Linked DNA regions of Hordeum vulgare: regions 1 and 3 are each linked to region 2. The links are chromatin contacts, called in public Hi-C maps. All regions are on one chromosome and are shown on one strand. Each heading gives the region's core, a stretch centred on a gene start, on an enhancer-like site or on the middle of the called end of the contact. The rest is flanking DNA. Distances are from core to core; before and after follow the strand shown.

Region 1 (2,899 bases), core at 271-2,770, 390 kb after region 2:
AGAAATTATGAAGTGAATACAATGGCGTCTTAAGCACATGCTAATGAACCCTGCACAGCAAAATCCAACAGATAAAAGGGAAGAAGTACCTTGTGAGGTTCTTTTTGTACCCCATATGAAAGGAATTCTTCCAGAAGAAGATCAGTCACACGCCTTTCAAACAAAACCTCCTGCACACCTTGCCATAATAGAATATTAACTCGGAAGTTTTCTTGCAATGGATGAATAGTTTAGTGCATACGTAAAAGATGGCAACTATAAGAATGGATGAAAAGAACATACAGTTTTTTGGGTGAGGATAAAGTCATCGTGGAAGATAACTGGGCAACCATCTTTTGTAACCTGCAAGCCAAAATGGCAAGATCATTACTTTAGGGGATCTGTGAGGTGCTGTGGTCAGCTTAAAAGGAAGGGGTAATGGATAAAGTCAGGGAGTTGCAGAATGCTCCAAGAGAATTGCCAGTTTTCATCAACCTAGCTTACATATATGTTCCCTATGGTTGCCATTGCCGATTTCACTGACGCTTCGATCTGCGACTGACTCCTTGCAGTGGATTAATGACAATTGATAAGACCAAGCACCTCTATCATACAACTGCAACTCAGAATCCAGGAGCTTGCCATGGCACACTTTAGCACTAGAGAACATCAACCACAATCACCCTCACAACGTGGCTGCTGTTACTAGTCTGGTCATTTGCATCTAAGCAGTAGCTGCTTGTTTCATGTAACTCTTAGCTTAAAGGCTACTCCCTCAGTCCCATAATATAAGAGCATTTTTGACATGAATGTAGTGTCAAAAATGCTCTTATATTATATTATGGGACGGATGGGAGTACAATATAGCTGCATTGCATATTACATTGGGACACAAATGGATCAATGCCACTCCACGCGAGTGCTGCTTGGTTACTCCCTGCACATTACAATGCATGTCCCGATCCAGCCATACGATCACCACATCCAAGTTCCACAAAAAGGATTGTCCTCGAGGATCCCAGCAGAATTAGTTGTACGGTTGTACCAACTAGAGCAGAGCACACATTGTTCAATCAACCATACGGGGTGCCAGTTTCGCTCCTCATGCCGCGGCGCCGATTCCAAATCCAAGCTTAAACAAGCTAGCAGCGTATCAATTTGCGAAGCAATGATGGGAAATGGAAGCGGAGGCTAGCTGCATGTGTGTGCGTGTGCGTATACCTGGACGTCGAACTCGACGAAGGCGACGGCGGCGTGCTCGGCGGCGCGGCCGAAGGAGAGCAGCGTGTTCTCCCGCTCCCTCGCCGCCCCGACCCGCGCTCCGGGCGGCGCCCCCACCGCGTTCATCCCCATCCCGCGGTGGCCCCCCACCACCATCCCCCGCTCCGCTAGCAGGGCGAGCGGCAGCTCCCAGGGCCTCCCTCCGGCCGTCACCGGGGGCGTGGACGCGCGCGCCGCGATCCGGCAGTGCGCCGCCGCGCGTGGGGGCGTTGTCGGGACCGCCATTTCGACGCTGGGAACCGAACCCCTCTTTTTTTCTCTTTCTCCTCTGCTCTTTCTGCTTTGCTTGCCACTTGCACAGGTTGATTGGTGCAGGGAGAATTTGAATATTTTTAGACACGCAACCGCCGCAGACGGACGGGCACGGAGGAGCAACGGCGACACGGCGGCAAAATCGACAAAATTGACGAAACAAATTCACAAACTGAACTACGTTCTAAATAAATTCACTCAACTGACTCTTTTGTGTGGCACCCGACAGTCGGGAGTCACACTACACTATGTAACGCATAGCATATGGGCGTTACACTTCTGGCCAACGTGACACCCGGGGCCACACTCCTGGTTGTGTGGCGCCTAAGAGTAAGGAGTCACACTACATTGTGTGGCACCTGATTATAAGGAGTCACACTATTTTATATTAAAACTGATATAACTTTTAATCCGTACATCCGATGAAAACGTGCCTTATATGAATATTGTGTATTTTTTTGTGTTCTACGCAATGGTGACATTTTTAACTATATTAGGATAATTTTTTAATGAAAAATATGTTATAAAAATATTATAAGAGTAAAAACCAAGATATAACATATTTTTGTCAACCAAGGTTTTTTGTCAACCAAGGTTTTTACACGTGCCTTGGTTGAAGAAAAACCAAGGTACGTGTTATCTTCTCCGAGTTAAAACCAAAATTCAAAAAAGGCTTCTCCGAGTAAAATCTTGGTTTTACTCGAAGAAGCCTTTTTTGAATTTTGCAAGGTACGTGTTATCCTATATATTGTAATATGTAAGGGGACAAACAAGAACACAAGACATGCTGCATGTGATGGATTGATGGGCTCCGTGATTCTTCTTGCTCAAGATATACTGGGTCTTCCTTCACTAGATTTACCATGGATCTCATAAAATGTAGTTTTCTGTAATGAAATTTCATTTATATCATGTTAGTCACTTAGATGCAAGACATGAACATGTTAAAGATGACTAACATGGAAAGCATAGGCATGACTGAACGTACACATCATGTAGTGCAAAACTCATGTAGGATTCAAATACATAAGAGTTATAGGTCAATGGCTATCATCATGCCAAATTTAAGTCTTAAAAATATGGTTAGTTATATTATGATGTACTCCCTCCGTTCCTAAATATAAGTCTTTTTAAAGATTCTACTAGAGGATTACATACGGATGTATATAAACATACTCTGAAGTGTAGATTCATTCATTTTGCTTTGTATGTAGTCGTCTAGTGAAATCTCTTCAAAGACTTATATTTAGAAACGGAGGGAGTATTTTTATAACATATTTTTTATTAAAAATTTATCCTAATGTAGCTGGAAATGTCACCATTGCGTAGAACACAAAAAATTACACAATATTCATATAAGGCACGTTTTCATCGGATGTATGAATTA
Region 2 (2,754 bases), core at 221-2,720:
TACGCATGATCTTATTGCTAGCTACCTATGTATGGAGGGAGTAGTTAACTAGCTAAGTAAAATACCCCGGAATAAAACCCGTCTGAAAATGCAGGAATTTTACAGGAGATTTGTTAGAACTCCAGCAAAACTGTTCAATTCGATACGTCAGCAATCTGTAAAAACTAACCTAATTTAAGCCTAGACACAAAAAATATATATAACAGCTTCAATTATCAGTACTAGCTTAATTGTTGTCCAGTTTATTCTTTGCAACTGATGGAGCTGTCATCCAAAGCTAAGGATTGGATAGTAGCACTACGAACACAGAGCTGCAGCAGATTCGCAAAAAAAAAAGATTCGCAAAAAGAAGAAACACACAGCTGCAGCACAGTGCAGTTGAATAAGTACAAGAACATTATTCGGAAGGAGAAAAAAAACTATAATTGACACAGTACATGCAGTAAGAACAAATTAATGGCAATCAATTAATCAAGTTGCGTCTAATAATTCAGCAATCAAGGAGGATTAGTTAGTGCTCACATTCTTGTGGTGATGCGGCAGGGCGAGGCGGTACTCGTGCATGACCCAGCCGGTCTGCGCTAGGGCCGGCGGCGCCTTGGAGCCCTTGTTGCCCTTGGCACGTCGGGGGACGAACGCCATGGACTTCTTGACGCCGACGAGGTGGTTCCGGCCGCACCGGGACACCACCACCGGCCTCTCCCTCGCGCTCGCGGGCTTCCAGCACCCGCTCGCCGTCGGCGTCCTGCCACCCCTCCTGGCACCGGCGGCCGGCCGGACCGCAAAGTAGTACTTCTCACCCTCTCTCGCGCCTGGAAACGATCGGAGTCAAACGGCAGCTTTCAGTATATATATACTCCGTATGTAAGAGCACACGTCGTATGGTGAGCAGTGTCGTCGGCGGCGGCGGCCGTGTTTGTGCTGTGCGCGTGGTAAGCATACCGGAGATGTCCCAGGGATCGAGGCTGTGGAGGTTGTGGACGTCGGAGATGACAGCCGCCGGGAGCGGGAGGCCAAGGGCCTTTCGTCGGAGGTACTGCACAACCAGCTCCTCGTCTGTAGGGCGGAAGCGGAAGCCGGGCGGCAGCTGCCTCAGCACCTCCTGGCCGCCCTGCCTCACCATCACCGGCGTCCTCTCCATGGCTGCCGCTGACCACCTCGCAACAGCTGGTAATAGCACGCACGAACTAGCTCAGCTGAGTGGCTCGAGCACGTACGTACTAAGGTAGCTTGTAGTTCACAGGCACGTCCTTGTACGGTAGTAGTAAAGGGAGCAGCAGGGCAGGTCGCAGCTTCCTATCTCACTTTGCAAACGCAAAGTGGCGCCCAGCATGAGTGGTGCATTTGCTTGGAATGTTCATGGCGACTTGCAGAGAGAGAGAGAGAGAGAGAGAGAGAGAGAGAGAGGGAGAGGGCAGTATACTACGGAGAGACAGAGAGAGGGAGAGGGCGATGGGATTGTAGTAGGGAGGGGGAGTGGGGAAAAGGGCGCGGCGTGTTTATATATAGGAGATCGGCTGCGGGAGGCGTGAAGTTTACTCCATCGTCGCCGTCGTGTGGCTTAGCTCGGTGCCTTCTCCGATTTGACAAGCGCTGCTGCCCGCGTGCCGGTTTATTGCCCGGCTGGCTGGCTCCCTTTCCATTCCTTCCGGAAATTCTCAAGCAAGTTACAGTGCCTGTGCCCCTGTTACGCGGCAACGCAAGCAACGACGATAACTGCCCGCTTCAGATTCCGCCAACTTCGTTTTCGTCGAATATCACCCGTCACTGGATTGTGATTGATTGCCGTGATTTCGGTTTTCACTTTTCAGTTTCACATTTTTCCCGTGAATACGCATAGCTTGCGTATCTCCCTTTGATAGATAGAACTCCGGCCGGGGCGACGCAAACTGCGAAAGAAACTCTAGCCGGACATCTCCAATCGCGTCCTCAACAAGCCCATCATGTTTTCTTTTTATTGTCGGCACAAAAAAATCCATCCAGTCACGTTTTCAAAACCTTGTTTTTTATTGGTTTAGGCTGAAATTAACGTTATGGACCCATACCAGACCCAACATGTCGGGAGCATCTCGGGGCGCCGGGGAAAAAAATTTGACGCCAAAACAAACCGCGCCAAATCCCTCCCTCATGGACCCGCCGAGTCAGCGAGACTGGGCGTCGTCGAGAACGCTCGTCCTCTTTATCGCCTTGGCTTCCGCGTCGGTTCAATGCGCAGGATTCCAAGGTCCGGCGGTGTAGTGATGGCACGCCGCCGCACGTCCCGTCCTTTCCCGCCACGCATGCACACCACTCCCACCCCTTCCTCACTATAAAAGTCGTGCATCGTCGCCGCTCGCCGGACGCTCGCCCTCCATCCTCTTCTCCCATCTCTTTTGCCTCTGTCGCTGGAACTTTTGCGGAGTCCATGGCGGAGCAGTTCCCCGACGACGAAGCGGCTGCCAACGGCTTCGGTCGCTGCTCGTTGCACGAGTGGGAGGCACACGCCCTTCACAAGGCCAACTACACGGTGCCACAAGACATGTGCAGGCCGGGCGTCTGGAGGTTGAGCGTTGCAGGAGTCCCTATGCCCCCTCCGTCATTCACCGCGGAACGTCGCGACGAGATCGCGCGCATTCTGGCATCTTTGATGGAGCACGCGTGGCAGGAAGAAATGTATGTCGCCGACAGTCTCCCTCTATGAACGATGTACTTCCAGCGTCGCCACGTCGACCATCTCGCCTTCACCAGCTGGTTCCCGGCGCCAAGGGGATCCAC
Region 3 (2,846 bases), core at 119-2,618, 270 kb before region 2:
CACACACCTTGTACGCACCTTGATACTCTCCAACCTGCCACAGAAATGACAAGTATTAGAGAGCACAAAAAAAATATAAATTGACTTCCAGGTGGTGTCGTGGTACCTCTTCTCCCATTAAGAAAACAGAAGGGTCGGCAGACATCTCCTCGTCAAGGGCGGAATTCAATGCTTCACGTACAGTCATCTAATGAGCAAAAGAAGAGGAACAGCATAAATTTCCCAGACAAAATCACAATTTACACAGAACAGAAAATCACTTCTAGACACAAACACAACACTACAAAAAGTCAACAAGCAAGCATATTAACAAACTTATAAGAGATACTTTCTCTGACCCAAGATAAGCACTTATTTTGGGACAGAGGGGGTACATTTTAGTGCCTTAGAACATGACAAATTAACTCAATGTTGGGTTCTTTCGATCTTGTGAAATCAGAACAATCCTGAATACATCTACAGCAGCTGTCCAGACACCTGCTTAGACAATACTGCTACCCGTTTCTCAAAACAGCACCGTTCAATTCACTGAACCCATGGCCTCGCGCCTAAGGTAAGTCCTCCCACCTGGAGAGGCCGACAACAGAAACAACTGATTCTCCTGAGCGATCAACCATTTCCAGAACTGAGCTGCACGAACCCAGTAAGGTTCCATACAATCGACGACACCCTTTACCGTTTAAAGCTCACGAGTGGCCAATATGCAACCAGCCCTGCCAGTCTGCCACAGCCCACATGATCAACCGTCTCGAAAAAATACCCCCACCTAGCTGTACCATTCACCACCCCAGAACAAACAAACAAAAAAAATAGTACGTAACAGATTAATCAATCACCCCGACGACCGTGCCACGCCTCACCGCACCAGCGCTACGGTCCAAACCATACGAGCTAGCTAGGGTTCCGGCCCAGCGCTCACCTCCTTCGGGGTCGCGGAGTAGCTCCTCGCCGCCGTGGCCGCCGGGCGGAGGGTCTGCATCAGCTGCCCCAGCACCTGAACCGATCGAAACGCGCGCACGGATCAGAGACAAAAACCGACAGGCACGGACGGAGGAAAAACATCTTATCGGAGAAGCGCGCGTACGCATCCGGATCTCCTCGCGGCGCCCAGCATCGTCGACGCGATCGGCTACCGACGGGGATGGGATTGGGAGGGGAGGTTCGTGCTCCGGGGAAGGCGGGGGAGGAGGGGGTTGGGTCCGCCTTTTGTTTGTTTGGTGGGTTCGTGATGAGGATGGCGCCGTGTTGAGGCGGCGGGGGAGGGTGAGGAGGAGATGGATGGAGAGGACGCCGCCGAAATTGTCGCGCCGACTTGCTTGGCTGCGTTTATCGCCTTTGTGTTTTGTCGAAAGGACGTCGAGGAAGTTGAAAACAAATGGATGGTGCTTAAGAACAGAGGAATAATAAATGCGCAACGCATCTCACACAATTTATTCGCTGTAATTAAAAAATAAGGAATATACAACATGGATCTATGGTGTCTCGATATTTTAGGTCGAAATTCGACTCACCACTAAGTGGGGGAAAGCAAACTTTGCCGTGAATGATGCCAACATGATACGGCTCAGTCCTGGTTAGATTTTGTAATACTTGTAGCTTGTTGAGTTATAGATGGGCTTCGGGATCATATATGTAATAATTCCTGAAAAAATTAAAAGACTATGTAAAGTTTCAAGGCATCATAAAAGTTTAGTACTCCCTCCGTTTCAGTTTATAAGTCCGGCACGTGTATCTAGGTCATCAATTTGACTAACCTAATGAGAGGCATATATTACGAAGAATATATTATTAAAAACTTTAGATGTTCTATTTTTTAATGATATAATTTTTATGTTAAATAATATATTTTATACTTTCTCCGTTTCTAAATATAAGTCTTTAAAGAGGTTTTATTCGTGGACTACATACGGATGTATATAGACATACTTTAGAGTGTAGATTCACTCATTTTGTTTCGTATGTAGACTTCTAGTGAAATATCTTAAAAGACTTATATTTAGGAACGGGGGGAGTAGAAATCAAATTGACGACCTAGATACACGTGCATGGGGAGTACCATTCTGGTTGGAGCAGAGTTTTCTTATGAATATCGCGCTTTATTGATCAAGGATAATCAAGAGCGAGTGCATGTCGGATACAATCCGGGGTACATGAAAATAAAGTCATTAGAGGACTCACAAGATCTAGCTAGAATATGTGTCGGGGCATTCGACAAACGATTTACATGTCTAAAATGAACAAACGAGAAGACCGACGCCAACTCCTTATATCAGCCGTGGTGAGGCCCACCAGCGAGCGATCAACCGTCAAAGCATTGGTTCTCTAGATAACGGACAAACAGTCAAACTGGAAAACGGCCCTTGAAAATCCTTCGCGACGGGTGAGAGCTACACCACCCTGTAGAGCCAGTGCTTCAGCTAATTATCGGGAAGTAACCTCGTCAACATGCTCGCAACAAGCCAGCAAGCAATATCCGATGTGGTTCCTAATTACCACGCCAATTCCCATATGTCGAGATTCCTTGAAGAATGCAACATCCATATTAAACGTCAGTGCATCTACCGGTGACGGAACCCATTTAACACGACGCCTAGAGGCAATTGCAGTCCTAGCACAATTCTGCATAATGAAGTCAATATAAGTCAAAGCTTTCTCAGCCCTCTGCGGGGATGCATCCTAACATCATTTTTTCTTGCATCATTACGGGCCTCCCAAATGTGTCAAATTGTTACTACCAAAGTCGTGGCCTCGGGGGTGGAACCCAACTTATAACCGATTTTCTTACACGTTATTAGAGCTTGAGAAGAGTAATGATCCACACACTTTTCTTCATCTCGCCCCCCCCC

Evidence for each region. A called contact is a pair of places that touch in the nucleus more often than the background predicts.
Region 1: a Hi-C map of leaf shows a contact between it and region 2, with 7 times the contacts expected there. The contact joins the promoter of LOC123411394 here to the promoter of LOC123410218 in region 2. A contact is called at or near these places in 4 of 6 Hi-C or Micro-C datasets (leaf and seedling).
Region 3: a contact with region 2 is called in a Hi-C map of seedling, with 8 times the contacts expected there. The contact joins the promoter of LOC123409985 here to the promoter of LOC123410218 in region 2. A contact is called at or near these places in 2 of 6 Hi-C or Micro-C datasets (leaf and seedling).

Annotation. Positions count from the first base shown.
Region 1 is chr7H:211,615,772-211,618,670 of MorexV3_pseudomolecules_assembly, reverse strand. It overlaps LOC123411394 (glycerophosphodiester phosphodiesterase GDPD2-like), which reads right to left and starts at 1,520. Exons shown (of 7, transcript XM_045104332.1): 1 at 1,201-1,520; 2 at 283-342; 3 at 90-170. The coding sequence starts at 1,485.
Region 2 is chr7H:212,008,056-212,010,809 of MorexV3_pseudomolecules_assembly, reverse strand. It overlaps LOC123410218 (NAC domain-containing protein 83-like), which reads right to left and starts at 1,470. Exons shown (of 3, transcript XM_045103123.1): 1 at 943-1,470; 2 at 523-812. The coding sequence starts at 1,141.
Region 3 is chr7H:212,279,692-212,282,537 of MorexV3_pseudomolecules_assembly, reverse strand. It overlaps LOC123409985 (pyruvate dehydrogenase E1 component subunit beta-1, mitochondrial), which reads right to left and starts at 1,368. Exons shown (of 14, transcript XM_045102852.1): 1 at 1,085-1,368; 2 at 920-994; 3 at 107-187; 4 at 8-34. The coding sequence starts at 1,114.